2 separate regions of the Sus scrofa genome follow, and region 2 is linked to region 1. The links are chromatin contacts, called in public promoter capture Hi-C maps. All regions are on one chromosome and are shown on one strand. Each heading gives the region's core, a stretch centred on a gene start, on an enhancer-like site or on the middle of the called end of the contact. The rest is flanking DNA. Distances are from core to core; before and after follow the strand shown.

Region 1 (3,911 bases), core at 986-3,485:
ACAACAACATCAGATCCAAGCCTCGTCCTCTACCTACACCACAGCTCACAGCAACGCCGGATCCTTAACCCACTGAGTGAGGCCAGGGATCAAACCTGCAATCTCATGGATACTAGTCAAGATTCGTTTCCACTGAGCCATGACGGGAACTCCCAAGACAGCTGTTTTAGATGAAATTACTTCTCAATTTTGTCTTCAATATTACTCCTACCAGTAATAGGTAAGTGCTGATTATATGCATTTCTGCACACATGCTTGTATGGAATTAAATAACTGAGAAGTCATAGATGCTGGGATGGATAAAGGGCCTCTCATAAACAATTTATTTTTTCAAATGTTCTATGGTGGGCCATGAATTTTTGCAGTGTGAGATATGTAGGAGCCTTCGTCTGTTACCTTTCAGGAGAATATTACCTTGCATAAATAGTTACTTTATACAAACAGTGATCTAGTTTGATAAACACAAGAAACTAAGAAAATTCTATAAAAACGATTGAAGCAGCACTTTAAGTAAAAATTCACACCTCACTCATTTAAAGCCCCTATAAAGTTATATACATTGATATATCTCAGTAGGAAGGTCTGTGCTTATGAAAACACAAATTACACGTAGTTTAAAGAATAGTTTTAATACGAGTGAATGAGCTTTTATGCCCCAATATACAGTCCAGTGACACTGCAGACCTTCCAATTTGACCTGAGTCTGAGAATTTACAAACAGTAGATGAAGGCTCCGTGTACGATCCTTCACCACTGTGTTTTTAAAATTCTGACAAGCACTGGGCCTTAACTGCTGCAGACTGTTTTGACTTAATGAAATCCTGGGGTGTGATCTCTAAAGGCTGGGCCTGAAGCCTAACTAACCTCCCAAGAGCTTAGCCACGCCCCCCCCACTAAGGACCAAACAATGAGTTGCGCCGACCCTCCTGCCTCAGTAACAGGTAAACGCAGGGTGGAAAGACGTGAGTCACGTTCCGTAGCCACTCAACAACCGTGTGACCTAGTCACACTCATTTCCTACATCTGCTCAGAGACGTGAGAAAGACAGATGCTCCCTCCATCCCCACCAGCGCATTCACGTTCCTTTCCCATCCGATTCGATGTCTCCTTTTGATACTTCTGACGACCATCTATAGGTTAAACGTGCGACTTCAACCTACGTGCACCCTGCAGTGTTCCTGCAGAGGCTTTGCTTCGAAACCATTAAGGACTTGGGAGAGGGAGGGTACAATAACCGGACAGAATTAAATAGGACTGGCACAACTGGGAATAAATGCTCTCACTTCAGAGTAAATAAGTATCATCACAAGCTGAGGACCTTCCTCTGAGCATCTCTGGAAGCAGCTGTAAGAAACTAAGAAACACCTAAGTCTAGCCAGCTTCAACTGATTCAAACATTCCTGACACATGTTTTGGTATCAAAACGGAGGAAAGTAAACAATCTTCAACAGACTACCGCCCCATCTTGACTTGAAAACGTGTTCCGCAACTAACTTCTTCTGGCAGGGACAGCTTTCTTCGAAATTAAATGTTCCATAGGTTCGAAACAATGTTCTTAAAATTTTTCGTCTGAAAACGTCCCCTCAAACCTGAGCAGAGCATTCCCTTCCACGTGGAGCGCCCGCCGGGGGCTGCGCCAACGCGGGCCCGGGACGGGGGTCCCCGCGCGGCGCTTCCGCGTAGGCGCGTCCTCCGCCCCGACGGCGCGCGTCTCCCCAAGCGTCCCCTCCCTCCAGAGAACTGCCCTCGGTGTCGCCCACACTGGTCCCCGCGGGGTCCCGGGACCCGATGGGCTTCCAGGAAGGAGGCGCGGAGGAGCCGCGGCTGCCGCCGCTCAGGCCCGCCGCCTCCCGGAACAAACGGGTCGCAAGCGGCTGCGCCCGGCTCGGGCGGACACGGCCCGGCGGACGCTGAGAGCGCCCTGCCCACCGCGCGCGCCTGCGGGGCCGACGCCCGGGGCGACTCCGGGGCCCCGCCGGGTACTCACACACGCAGAGCTCCACCACGTACGCGTAGTAGGACCACACGACCACGAAGGTGATGAAGAGCACCGGCACCCAGCCCACGCTGCGCTGGCAGCAGCGCCACAGCGTACAGGGCGCCATGTTCCGCCGGCGGCCGCGGCACCCAGCGGCCCGGGGTGGCGGGGCGCGCCAAGCCCCCGGCGGCGGCGGCGGCTGTGGCGGCGGCGACTTGGACGCTCCCGGAGGCTCGGCGCCCTGCTCGGCGCCCCGCCCCCGTCCCCGCCGCGACCCCTCCCCTCGCCGCGTCGCGCCCGGCCCCGCCCCAGTCCCGCAGTGCGTCTGCGCCGCGGCCTGGAGGCGGGGCCGCGCGGGCGGGAGTCCGCAGCGGAAGAGGCGGGGCAGAGGACGGCGGAAGTGGGCGGAGGGGGCGCGCAGGCGTGGTGCGCACCGCCTCCTGGCGGCCCGCGGGGTCCGGCGAGGCCCGGGTGAACAGAGGTTCAGGCTTGGAGGCTCCCGGCGGGGACCCGCGAGCCGCGCGGGCTGCAAACCCTGGGATTTGCACGTACCTCTCCGATTAGGACTCCCGCGCTTTGAAATCGTTTGCTCGCGATTCGGGCGGAACCCCTCCGTTTTCGAAGATGGAAGCCTTTAGCCAATGTGATGTGAAACCCACATTTGGGATTGAATTGCGATGGGGCAACAACCCTCTCCCTAACCACCCCCCCCAAGACGGCTGAAATTTCCAGAATTCGTTTAAACTAGAAAATCATTTATAAATAATGCCTGGAATCATGGAGGAACCTACAAGTATCCTTTCCGGATTCCAGAAGCGACAGATTGCCTGCACACATTGCGTCCGTGACCGCATCTGGAACGGGCCTTATCTCGGCTGAAGTGTTGGTGTTGGTGTCCCAGGAAGGGGAGGCATTTACCCTACCTGCGGAGTGGACATTCTCCGCCTCTGGATAATGCTTTCATGTTAAAGCATGCAAACCACAGTGGACAACATGTATGACAGGCCATAAAACAGGCTGCTCCAGTGCCAAATCATGTGTTAACTGGCCAAATCATGAGTAAGCCCAAATGCTTCCCCACTGCAGTATGAGAACCTTTCTTCCTTCAGGATGGTGGCTTTTAACAGAGACTGGAGACCATGGGGCAGGTCTCCACCCTGGTACTGGAGCAATGCTGGCAGCCTGAGGCCTCGAGCTGCATAATCCCCATTTTTACTGCCAGCCAGGAACTTCAAAATGCCCTTTTAAAAGTTCTGGTTGTCAGCTGAGAGCCAGGGGAGAAAAAAGGCCACTAGAGGTAGGTGGGAAGACTTCAGGCGAGGTTTCCATTTCCGGAAGTCATGTAGCTGTGAATATGGAAAGAACGAAGAAGGAAAAAACCCACAAACTCACAAATTTAGAATTAAACCACAATTCCAAAACACAGTGGAATCTAATACTGAGAAAGGATGCCAATAAAAACAATAAGGACTTGAATTCACTGAAATTAATTTTATGAAGCAATCTCACAAAAACGTAAAAACAATATATGGCAGGAGTTCCCATTGTGGCTCAGTGGAAAAGAATCCTACTAGGAACCATGAGGTTGCGGGTTGGATCCCTGGCCTTGATCAGTGGGTTAAGGATCCAGGTGTTGCCCTGAGCTGTGGTGTAGGTCACAGACACGGCTTGGATCTCACCTTGCTGTGGCTGTGGTGTAGGCCGGCAGCTGTATCTCCGATTCAACCCCTAGCCTGGGAACCTCCATATGCTGCTGTTCCAGCCTCCCCCCCCAAAAAAACCCCAAAATTAAGAACAGTATATGGCATACACAAAGAGGTAAATGAAGAAAATAATTTCCATCTAAAAGGAACAAAAATTTTGAAACAAAAAAATAGACAAAAATGGGGAAAAGAACAGGTGGATTTTTTTTTAAAAAAAGAACCACTTCAGA
Region 2 (3,911 bases), core at 695-3,194, 110 kb before region 1:
AGTGCCTCTAGAGTCTTAAGGCGAGCATCTGCTCAATCTTTCTAGGTAACGTCGGTGTTGCCCAAGTGGAAGAGACAAGTCCATGATAACCCCCTTTTCTCCACATCCTTGCCAGCCCTTGGTCGTCAGACTTCTGCACGCTGGCCAGTCCAGCAGAGTGAAATGTCATCTCACTGTGGCTTAAATGTGCATGATGGTTACTCATGATTATTACACGTTTACATGTAATTTGTGTTTTTTCTCTCCTAGGAAATGCCTGTCACACCCTTTGATGTCCTGTTGGATCCTACTGAATTCTCTTTTCCTTACTGATTCCTAGGCATTCTTTTTTTTTTTGGTCTTTTTAGGGCTGCACCTGAGGCACATGGAGGTTCCCAGGCTAGGGGTTGAATTAGAGCTGTGGCTGCCCGCCTACGCCACAGTCACAGCAATGCCAGCTCCCGGATGCTTGAGCCCTGCCTGTGACCCACACCACAGCTCACGGCAACACTGGATCCTCAACCCGCTGAGCGAGGCCAGGGATCAAACCTTCGTCCGCATGGATGCCGGTCGGATTCGTTTTCCACTGAGCCATGACAGGAACTCCTCCATTTCTTTTTTTTGGCTGAGCCTGCAGCATGCCACATTTCCCAGGCCAGAGAGCAAACCCAAGCCACAGCAGCGACCTGAACCACTGCAGTGACAAAGCTGGATCTTCAACCTGCTAACCACCAACTCCTCTTTTTTTTTTTAAGGTAATATATATTTCTTTAAAACAGAAAGAAATATTCATAGAGAAGTGTATGTAAAATATCAATGCACTGTTCAAATAATAATTTAGAATCAAACAATCATGTAACTATCACCTAGGTCCCCAAACAGACGTTGCCAACACTCTAGAAGCACCCGCTTTGCCCCTCCCTGGTTACAGTCCCCTTTTCTCACAAGTAACTACCATTCTGCCCTTTGTGGTAATTACTTCATTGCTTTTCTCCTTATAGTTATATCACCTGGGAATGCCTCCGGAACAAGAGTTTAGCGCTGCCTGTTTTTGCATCCTATAAAGATGTATTCGCATAGCAAATGTCCCTTGTTTCCGGCTTCCTGCACTCAGCATTACGTTGTGCCCTTGGGTTTCTCGAAGTTACAGTTTGTTCACCAGGCAACGCGTAGCATCCCCTGCATCGTCTACGCAAGGCGTCGAGCATCAACCCTAGGACACCTGTTCTCGCGTCTCCGTGACGTCCCTGGGTACAGCTCAGCGAGGTTCTCTCCAGGGTGTGGCCCACGGGGCGGAACGTGGATGTAGGGCACACGGCCCGTCCTTCCACCAAACAGCCCCCAGCAGCCAGGGACCGGGGTGCCGCCCGCCCGCCGAATCCCGCGCTGCGCTCTGCACGTTTCGCGAAAAGCAGCCGCTTAAAGCCAGTCGCCGCGGTACCACCGCGTCCCCAGGGCAGCGCGACAAGCGCGAGCCCCCTACACGTGGATTTCCTTTACAGCACCTGCAGGCCATCTGGCCTCTTCCCGGGATGCCCGGAACCCCCGGGACCCCGGCTTTCCCAGCGCCTGGGGTCACGCCCTCCGGCCGCGGCCCGCTTCTCTCTTCCGGCACCTTTTTTATTTTAACCTAATCAAATTTATCATCCTTCTCCGGTTAGCGCGCGTCGTTCCGTGCATTCCTGCCCGGTCCTGAAGGCAGCCCGCCGTCATCCCGAGCGCCCGCCACTCCTACCTTCCCACACTGGGCGTCCGCATCCCTCACCCTGCCTTCGGGCCCCGCCCGCGACGCCGTCCTCTCCCGGCACGCAGTGCGCAGGCGCGCCCGGGGATTGGAGGGGGGAGGTGGGGGCTCCCGCTACGAGCGGCGTAGTGCGCCTGCGCTGAGGGCCTGCGCGAGCGCACCCCTCCCCCCGCCTCTCCGTGTCGTCTATAAACTCGCGAGCGTCTCCTCGCGAGAGGTTCGGTTCTCATGCTCGCTGCGGGGGTCGGAGGTCAGAGCGAGCGTCTCGCCGGCCGCAGGAGGAAGATGGCGGTAGAATCGCGCGTCACCCAGGAGGAAATTAAGAAGGAGCCGGAGAAGCCCATCGACCGGGAGAAGGTGAGCGTCGGGAGAGGTGGAGGGGCCTCGGGGCGTGCCCAGGCGGCGGGGCGGGGGGGGAAGGGGCCGCCTCCTGACTCCCGCCCGCCGCCCCCAGACCTGCCCGCTGCTGCTGCGCGTCTTCACCACCAACAACGGCCGCCACCACCGCATGGACGAGTTCTCCCGCGGAAACGTGCCGTCCAGCGAGCTGCAGATCTACACTTGGTGAGGCGGGGCTCGGGGGCGCGCCCGGGGGTCGCGGGGACTCGGGCCGGGGGCGAAGGCCGGGAGGCCGCGCGCGGGTGTCCCCCGGGCGCCGGGGGCCTGTCCTCCCGGCTTCGGCCCCTCCCAGCTCGCGGCCTCTGAGCAGCAGGCGCAGAGTTGGGAAGGAAGGGTGTTTGCCCGTCTTGTGGCTGTTTCGTGTTTAGTGTTGAAACTTCGGAGTGTGAAGGATTGGCCTGAGCTTGCCGTCCCTGTTGGGGTTGCTGGGCACGGAAATGACACGGAGGCCGTTAAATTGCGGTAGCCGCCCCGGGGGGTCTCAGTCGCGAACTTGGTGCTGGAGTGGCGCGGCGCGGGGGAGTGGTGCTGCTGGGTGATGTTTGTCGTCCTCTGAGAGCATTTCCACGCGGTATTAAGCCTTAGCATCAGAAAAAACAAAAACACAAAAGCTGGTGGTTTCTGATGTGCTTAATGGAGAAGCTTTTGATGTGTTTACCGGCTCCTGAAGGCCTCTCTTAGCCGTGCCTTCCCTACCCCACGTCTGATTAGGACCGTCACATACAAGCAGCCTCATTCCGTTCCTTGGTTTCGCAGTAGAGTGGCTTTTTAGTGGCAGTAAAAGATGTGTAATTTCTCAAAATATGTCTGTTGTAAAACATATTTGGCATTTGCCGTTTTAAATGTACACTTTGGTGTCATTAAATATGTTCATATTTTGCAGCCGTTATCATTGTCTATTTCCAGAACGTTAAAATTCCTCCACAAAAATTCTGTACCCAGTAAGCCTTCCCCCAGTTTCTCGTAGATGCTTTTTTTTTGTCTTTTGTCTCTTTTTTAGGGCCGCACCCGTGGCATATGGAGGTTCCCAGGCTAGGGGTCCAATCAGAGCTAGCCAGAGCCACAGCATTGCCAGATCCGAGCCGCGTCTGCGACCTACACCTTAGCTCACAAGATCAGACAACACGGAATTCCTAACTCACTGAGCAAGACCAGAGATCAAACCTGCAACCTCATGGTTCCTAGTCGGATTCATTTCCGCTGCGCCACAACGGGAACTCCCTGGTAGATGCTCTTTTATGTCTGTAGGTATTTGCCTATTCTAGGCATTTCATGTAAGTGCTCTCATGTCACATTTGACCTTTTATGTCTGGCTTATTTTATTTCCCTTATGTTTTCATGGATTACCCACCGTAGAGCATGTAATAGAACTTCATTCTTTTTTTGTGGCTGAATACTGTTTCACTGGAAGGATATGCTACATTTTGTCCATTTGTCTGTTGATGAGCACTTGGGGGCTGTTTCCTCATTTCAGCTCTTGCAGATAGAGCTCTCGAGAGCATGAGTGTGTGCACATGGTATTGAGCCCCTGCTTTCGGTTCTTTTGGGTTTATGCTCAGGAGTGGAGTTGCTGGGTCATCTGGTCCTTCAGTCTGTACCTTTTTGAGGAATCACTAAACTCTTTTTCACACAGTGTTTCATTACGTTCCTAAAAAGGTGTGTGATTTTAAACTAAGCCCAGAATACTAGAACTCAGTTCTTTAAAGATTGGAACCTTATTTGTCTTTTTGGGGTGTCTGTTAAATTTATGTAGTGGTATGAGTCTAGTTTAGTATTCCAGGATAAAAAT

Evidence for each region. Promoter capture Hi-C pulls out the DNA fragments that hold promoters and counts their contacts.
Region 2: a contact with region 1 is called in a promoter capture Hi-C map of liver, with 4 times the contacts expected there. The contact joins the enhancer-like site here to the promoter of ZDHHC20 in region 1. A contact is called at or near these places in 3 of 5 promoter capture datasets (fetal liver and liver), 11 of 47 Hi-C or Micro-C datasets (alveolar macrophages, epiblast stem cells, fetal liver and 7 more) and 2 of 2 datasets of contacts at active chromatin or transcription factors (alveolar macrophages and skeletal muscle).

Annotation. Positions count from the first base shown.
Region 1 is chr11:1,403,624-1,407,534 of Sscrofa11.1, forward strand. ZDHHC20 (probable palmitoyltransferase ZDHHC20) reads right to left here and starts at 2,236. Exons shown (of 12, transcript XM_021065450.1): 1 at 1,988-2,236. The coding sequence starts at 2,105.
Region 2 is chr11:1,292,522-1,296,432 of Sscrofa11.1, forward strand. SAP18 (histone deacetylase complex subunit SAP18) reads left to right here. Exons shown (of 4, transcript XM_021065443.1): 1 at 1-2,080; 2 at 2,178-2,287. The coding sequence starts at 1,952. Among named protein-coding and RNA genes, the nearest start is that of SAP18, 4.3 kb to the left of the region's middle. Within about 2 kb of position 1,945, at least 57 of the 83 cell types and tissues checked have an H3K27ac peak or open chromatin away from gene starts, as enhancers often do. A contact at or near this core is called in alveolar macrophages, fetal liver, liver and 4 more, where this site is marked.